Linked DNA regions of Mus musculus: region 2 is linked to region 1. The links are chromatin contacts, called in public HiChIP or PLAC-seq maps. All regions are on one chromosome and are shown on one strand. The core of a region is the stretch at or near the end of the contact, and the rest is flanking DNA. Distances in the headings are between cores, read along the strand shown. Region 1 overlaps Gm33945 (a long non-coding RNA gene). Region 2 has its middle 49 kb from the start of Platr6.

The links. HiChIP or PLAC-seq counts read pairs in DNA pulled down with a chosen protein or histone mark.
Region 2: a contact with region 1 is called in an H3K4me3 HiChIP or PLAC-seq map of bone marrow-derived macrophages, with 7 times the contacts expected there. The contact joins two enhancer-like sites. A contact is called at or near these places in 2 of 115 datasets of contacts at active chromatin or transcription factors (bone marrow-derived macrophages and large pre-B cells).

What each region holds. Positions count from the first base shown.
Region 1 is chr10:21,564,315-21,568,104 of GRCm38.p6, forward strand. It overlaps Gm33945 (a long non-coding RNA gene), which reads right to left. Exons shown (of 5, transcript XR_871483.2): 3 at 238-348. Among named protein-coding and RNA genes, the nearest start is that of Gm33892, 5.4 kb to the right of the region's middle. Within about 2 kb of position 1,672, at least 27 of the 459 cell types and tissues checked have an H3K27ac peak or open chromatin away from gene starts, as enhancers often do. A contact at or near this core is called in bone marrow-derived macrophages, where this site is marked.
Region 2 is chr10:21,807,177-21,811,061 of GRCm38.p6, forward strand. No RefSeq gene overlaps it. Among named protein-coding and RNA genes, the nearest start is that of Platr6, 49 kb to the right of the region's middle. Within about 2 kb of position 2,590, at least 9 of the 459 cell types and tissues checked have an H3K27ac peak or open chromatin away from gene starts, as enhancers often do. A contact at or near this core is called in bone marrow-derived macrophages, where this site is marked.

The sequences.
Region 1 (3,790 bases), core at 422-2,921:
TGTGGGAAGGTGTGAGGTGTGAGGTGGCTAAGTATATCTCTGTCCTTGAGAATGACTCAGTTCCCAGCACCCACATAGCCGTGCACAGCTGCCTGTACTTCCAGTTCCAAGGAACCCAACTGCTCCTCCTGGCCTCCACTAGCACCAGGCACACATGTGGTACACATGCATATATGCAGGCACTCCGATATTGCGCATAAAATAAAAATAAGTAAATCTTAAGGGAGGAAAACCTACCTAGACAAATGAAGGAAAGTCTCGGGAAATACTCCATTCGAAGTTTCTACATCAGGGAAGCTGCCATCTTACACTGGAACGAAGCACTCCCCAGGGCTTGCCGAGTGTGTGCTTTTTAGTGGGAAGGAAGAACCAAGAATGTTATAGGAAAAGAACAATTCAGGTTTCTTTTTTCAGTGATCATAGGCAGTGATAAGAAACTACTAAAAGCCCTCCAAGACAGAGGGGCTGGAAGCAACTGCTAGGCTAGACAGGAACACACCTGTATAGAAGTCGGGTCAGTGTCCTTGGTCTTGGCTCAAACACAATTTTCATCGTGGGCTTAAATAAGCTCTCAGGCTGGAGAAATGGCTTGGCAGATGAGAGCTTGCTACACAAGCATGAGGACTGGAGGTGCGATCCCCAGAACCTAGCTGATGCTTAGTGGGTGTGCTGGCCCACCTGTAGGTCCAGCCTTGGGAAGCAGAGGATGGAGATGCCCAGAGCAGGGCAGTCCTCTAGTAAGGCCAGTATGTTTCTGAGTTCTGGCTTTGGCTCATCGAATGCAGTGTGGAGTGATAAAGGCTAGTTCCTGACATTAGTGCTCTGTGTACATATGCAAGCTCACATGCACATACATGAAAAGGGGTTCTTGAGAGTAGCTGTAAAGTATAATACATGTATTTTATGAAATCCATAGACATCAACTGAGCTGGTATATTTGTTTTATTAAACTGAATGTGTATGTATGTTTGTGTGTGTTCACGCATGTCTTTGTGTATGTATGTAGAGACCAAAGGACAACCTCTGGTGTCATTCTGAGGAAACCATCTACGTCCTTTGAGACAAGGTCTTTCAGAGTCTACACTGGCTGGTCCGTGACCCCCGAGGATCCTCCTGAGAGGATTCTGCCTCCCCGGCACTGGGATGACAAATTTTAATTAGTTATTTTTACATAGTTTCAGCGCTAAACATTTGTCCTGTGAGGTAAGCATTGCACTGGCTGACCTATATCTCCAGCCTGCTGTATTTGGATTTTATCACTGAGTGTTAATCATACGGTGTGGTGGTACACACCCACAATCCCAGCACTGAGTAGGTGGAGATAAGAGAATCAGGAGTTCAAGGCCAGCCTGAATTACATAAATGAGTAAGAAGTTAGCCTGGCTCATCTTCCAAACAAACAAATATCAATGCACTAAAATGTTGGGTGGTTTTTGCTTTACATACTGCAGATAGCCTGATGACACAGACTTCATTTCCTTCCGTGGATATATTTAGAAAGCCAGTCTGAAGAGCACTTGCACTCAGCAGGGAGCCCATCAAATCCCATCCTGCCAGTCAGGCGGATGAATGCAGGGTCTCCCGTTAGCCCCAGAGGTTCTAGAGCTACATGTTCTGTTAAAGCCCTCCCAATTGTTTTTCACATGGAGTTAGCATGAAGATAGAACTGAAAGAGAAACCAAAGCTTAGAATTAACAGAAACCATCCACTAACTGCACAAGACCCTTGGGAAATCACAACAGCTGCAGAGGTACAAAATTTAACCAAAACAAATTTATCTAATATAAAATATTTTTTCCTTTCTGCTTTTTGGGGTTACTAGTTTAGGATTTTTATTTTATGTAATTTATGAGAATAAGATAAAAACAGTGTTGTGACTAAAGTTCTCTCCAGTTCTCTCCCTCCCTGTCTCCTCTCCCTTCTCCATTTCCTTTCCCTCCCTGTGCCCTCTCCTACCCCTTTCTCTTCCTCTTTTCTTCTTTGGATTGCAAGTCATTTCATCTCAGCTTCCCTAAATGGATATTTTCATCTCAGCTTTATATACACTGACTTCAAATTATTGGCTGAAAAAAGTAGAGATATGGCAAGCTACAGATGCCTTCCTGAGTTGCCCTTTCCCTGCAATGTGGTTCTCCTTCATCCATTACACTACGTTATGTTATATACTACATATAGTTATACTATACAGTACAAGACAAATTCACCCACACTAATATTTCTCATTTGCTGAATTCCCTTTGAAAGTCATGGATGGTACACCTTGTGGCTTTAATGACTAGGCTTGGAACCTCAAACTCCTTACAGTTGTTTAATAAAATGTAATAGTCTAACGCATTTTAATGTAGGAAGTATGCAGATTGAGGAAAGAATCCTTAATTCTGATTTAGAATGTTCTTGCTCTTTTCCGCATTATCTTATTGTTGATGAAGACTTGGCAAGATGCTGAAGGGACAGACGGGTGATGTACAGAGCACACAGCAAAGTGTGCAGAGTGAGGCTTAAACATATTGAGAAGATGGGGATGGTTTCAAGGTCTGACTCTCAGTCCTGCGGGCGAGGACTCATTTCCACCACTATGCTTGGTTTACAAAGCTAGAAGAAGAGTCACCAAGCTTCCATCTTGTGGAGTTAGTTAGAAGGAACCCATTTCTGTGGAAAGAGAGCAGTGGTACCTTGTTTGGTTGGAGTGCTATCTCGCTGAGCTTGAGCACCTAAGAAGCCTGCAGCAGAAATTGAGTTATCTTGGATTCCGATGTACATGGACTGACTCACAGGGGAGACCCATACATTCTGTTTCTATATAGATGTCTGAGGATTACAAGTTTTGTTCTTTTTGCCAATTTCTGTAACTGTATCCACAAATACTGTAATTAACTATTTAATGTGTTCAGATAAAAGTACCTGGATAGGTACCAAGACTTAAAAACTATACTCAGTTAACAGTTTTCCAGGAAATAACTGGGACTCTTTGTTTTCTTGATACACCTCAACCACAGGATTAAATAATGTTTCAAAGTGATTCATAGATTTATTGTAATTTTCATGGCTACTAAGCAGTGTGGAAAGGTGACTTTTCTGCGGCTGTGTGTTCATAGTTATCACAGTGAGTACAGGTCTTGACAAACATAACCTATCTGTGGGGTCTCATTTACTTAAGGTAAACAAAATATTTCTACATAGGGGGGACCTTACAAAGAAGGATGATGGATATAGCTTCCAAAGACATAGCCTACAGACTTTTGAGTCACCACTTACAGAGCTACAATAGAAGCAAACTACACAAAGGTAAAAGAAAAGACTCCATCTTAAATTTCTATGGATTTTTATACTCCCCCAAACAAGATTTGTTCCTAGTCTAGCATGTATAAAAGTATTTGATACTAGCATCTTAAAAATTAAGGAGACTGGAAAAAAGAAGATGACGAGAAAAAATGTTTTCAATGCAGATCCTTTTCTTTTGTTGAAAACATACTTTTTTTCATACAATATATTTTGATTGTGGTTCCCCCTCCCTCAACTCCTTCAAGATCCTCCCACGTCCCTTTCCATCCAAACCCAGACCTGGTTTTTTTTCTCTCTCATTAGAAAACAGTCATCTGAATAATAAAATAAGATGAAACAAAAACAAACCTGAATAGGACCAAACAAAAGAAAAAGAACTGAAGAAAAAGCAGGAGAAACACGTACAGGCACAGAGACGTGCACTCTCTCACACAGGACTCCCATAAAAACACAAATCCTGAAGCTGTAATATACATGCCAAGGACCTGTGGGTTAAAAAAAGTAAAAT
Region 2 (3,885 bases), core at 1,340-3,839, 240 kb after region 1:
GAGGGAGGGGGAGGGGAGGGGGAGGGGAGGGGGAGGGGGAGGGGAGGGAGAGAGGGAGAGAGGGAGGGGCAGGGGGAGGGGGAGAGGGAGATGAAAGCAGAGATTGATCTTACAAGACTCTAGCAACATGCTCATGGGCTCCTTAACATCTGAAAAAGTATAACTTTGCAACAGTCTGTTCAAATTCCCACACTCATATGGAAATGCCTCCCATTGGAGTTGTAGCCAGTGCTATATACATTTTGGAGGCAGAGGTGAAGGATGTCCTGTCATAAATACACTTCTTTGTTTTTACTGATGTGACTCATGGCCACTACCACCTTGTTTGTCTTGGTTTGGAAACGGCTTCTAGAGGTGTTCTTTTGTTTTGTTTGTTAGTTTTTTTCAGAGACAGGGTTGCTCTGTGTGGGCCTGAGTTTCCTAGAATTCACTCTGTAGGCAAGGCTGGCCTCTGCCTCCTGAGTGCTAAGACTAAAGGTGTGCCCCACCACCGCACAGCCCAGGAGTGTTCCTGCTGCCTACTAGACCAGCTCACGGTGTTGTCTATATCATGACAGTGAACACAGCACTGAATCGTTCTCATAGAACCAGTCACCTAATCAGACCAGCAAAAGCATCAGGAAAGAAGAAGGTGAAAAGGATCATGGGAGAGGATGAGTGAGAAATGGAGAGCTAGGTGTGAGGTGCCAGAGGCAGGCAGAGAATGGTAGGGACAGAAAGCACAGCTGAAGCAGCACATGGAGAAGCTGGGGAAGGACCGGGTTAGCCGGGTTAGCCGGGTTAGCCGGGTTAGCCTGCTCAGGGCCTGTGCCTGAAGAGATAGACTTTTGGGTTTCATGTGCCCATGAATCATGCTACACCATTTAGAAAACTTCCAGAGGTTGACACAGGTAGGGGGAGGAAGGTGAGGGGGTGGGTGGAGGAGCTGCCACCGTGTGTGCTGTTTAACCTAGAAACTTTCTTTATCCCAAGTCCTCGACTTCCCAAGGAAATACCAGGAAAGATGACAGTCAGCGCCTGAGTGTAAACTTGATACCAGCAAGTAAAGAGGACTCTTGGAAGAAAGGAGGAAACAGGAACAGGTCCCGAGGGGGTGGAGAGGAGGGAGAAGAGAGAGTGACAGAGGGTGAGATAATCAAAGGACCAGCTTCTTAGGGCTCCTGCCAAAGCTAGCCTCAGTGAAGCTGATGTAAGGACAGGGCCTAGGGCCTTTTCTAGGATGAGAAACAAAATTCTGTCCCTATATTCATGTTACAAATTCAGTTACTGTTGGTGTTAGCCTTCTGTCTAAACATCCCCCCACAGTTACCTGGCAACAGCCAGATGTGCCTGACCCACTATAAAAGGGGCTGCTTGCCCCCTTCCTCCCCCTTTTACTCTGCTTCCCTCTTGCTTCTCTCTTGCCCTGTTAGGATCTTCCCTTCCCCCTCTCTCCAGGTGTCCATGGTCAGCCTCTCTTCTCTTCTCTTCTCTTCTCTTCTCTTCTCTTCTCTTCTCTTCTCTTCTCTTCTCTTCTCTTCTCTTCTCTTCTCTTCTCTCCCCTCCCCTCCCCTCCCCTTCCCTCCCCTCCCCTCCCCTCTCCCTCCCTTTCCCTCTCTCTCTCCCTTTCCCCTTCCCCCTCCCACCTCCCCCTCCCCTTCCTCCTTTCCTCTCCCTGTCTCTGCCTCTACTACCCTCTTAGCTCCCCTCCCCATGCCCTGAATAAATTCTATTCTATACTATACTGTCGTATGGCTGGTCTCTCAGGGCAAAGGGATGCCTTGGTATGTGCCCACTGAGGCACACCCCAATAGAACATGTCTTATACCTCTTTATCTTTTTATAAACACATCAGTTGGCACAATTCTTCTTTGTTAGCATTGTTGTTCTGCCTCCTGGGTTCAGAAGGAAGGGCAAGGCGACACTGGTATCCTGCACCTCTGTCCCAGGCTGGTCATTCTCTTGAGCAGTGCTTCTCAACCTGTGGGTCTTGACCCTTTGGGTCCCATATCAGATATGTACATCATGACTCATAACAGTAGCCAGGTTATAGTTATGAAGTGTCAATGGAAATGATTCTATGGCTGGGGGTCACCACAGCATGAGGAACTGTGTTAAAGGGTAGAAGCATACGGAAGGCTGAGAGCAGCCATTACAGAGCTTCACACACACAGACTGAGAGAGACCACCCCAACCTCACCCTCTCCTAAAGCGGCATCAGCTTTTGGGGTCAGCGGTTTACTTCATGATCATATGAAATGTGACTCGAGAATAAAACTACTTTCTACCAACAGGCATATGGAGTAGCATGTGAACTTTAGTTTTCCTTAAGGTGACACAGGGAGACCGCTGCAATTTTAGTCTGACCCTACTCCGTCAAAAGAAAACTTAATGTGAAAAAAAAAGAGGTTATTTTAAGATCAAAATTCCTTCTGGTATTTGAATGACTCATCCTGGTGTTTGTGCAATTAATTTAATTTGCCCCAGAGCTGCCTTTATTTGCTTGTTGTCGTGACGTCAGGCTAAATCTCACTTTGTGGTATCAGTCTCGCAGACACACTACCACGTCTCCTTCCTATTTTTGGCTGCTTAGGGTTAAGCAGTGTGGTAATTGTGATGGATCTGCGTCTTTCCCTTGGATGGGAGCTGTAGTCTGACCAAGGCTATTTTCTTCCTCTTCCCACAGACCAGTTCATAAATGGCCAGGCCTGGCCTGTCTGTGCTGATGAGAAACACAGAGCAGACCCCCGGACTTTTGTGATGCCAGATGTCACTTAAGGTTCTGGGGCCAGGTGGTGGTGGTGCATGCTTTAAATCTTAGCACTCAGGAGGCAGAGGCAGGTGGATCTCTGAGTTCAAGGCCAGCCTGGTCTACAGAGTGAGTTTCAGGACATCCTGAGCAACACAGAGAAACTCTGGGGAAACAAGTTAGCTGTGTGCTTTCTTCACACTCTATTACAGAAACAAAACAGAACAAACCAATGAACAAAAACCACTGGACTTTGGTTAAAGTGGGAAAGGCTAAATTTAGCTAAAGACATTTTATGCCAAAAGCTTCCAAGAATGGAACTAGAAATGTACAAGTCTCTGGAGTCATCAGCCAGTTAAAGCAAATGGCCCAGGACACTTCAGGATTCGTTCAGAGCTAGATACAGTTCTCTGAATAGCCGCACTCCATGGAATCTCGGGACTAATTCCACGTGGTTCTACAATGTGCCTCTGTAGGCATCCCTGCTGGAGTGCAGATAAAGAGAGATCACACTAGCTACCTCACTGACACTCACTGAATGTGCCTTACCCCTAGATTGCTCTGTTATTCAGAATGAAATGCAGTGGATCCCCAGGACCCCTCAGTCTTCAACTGTTCCCTTCAAGACTGCAGATGTTGCTGAGACATCCTTACTGGTGCTGGTTCCTTTATCCTTGGCTACATCATAGCTGTTTTATTAAAACCAAGCACCGAGTTGATCAGCGTTCCATGAAAACATTCAGGATATCAGACGAGTGTTCTAGTCTAAATATAAACACCTAGCACGCCCCGTACATTGTCAACAATTCAGAAAAGTTGCTGGGTGAGAGGATATAGGCATATCTCAATGTGTAAACTTGCCTTAGACTAAGATGCTCATACTAACAGGTATGTAGGATGGCCTGAAGACCTGTGTTAGTAACCTTAGGAAAGGCTGTGCAGGACATGGTTTTTAGCATGTTGTGCTTTAATTCTCATGAGTCTGAGAAAAGGGTATGTATTACTTTCAGACTTTTACACATGTCTTAATGGTTCAGGAAGAGTAAGTAAGTGGTCAAAAAAAAAAGTAGAAGTTTTTATCTTAAACTTAAAAGAGCAGACCTTGGCCTGGGACCATGGCTCACTTGGCAAAGCACCTGAGTCTGGATTCTCAGGAC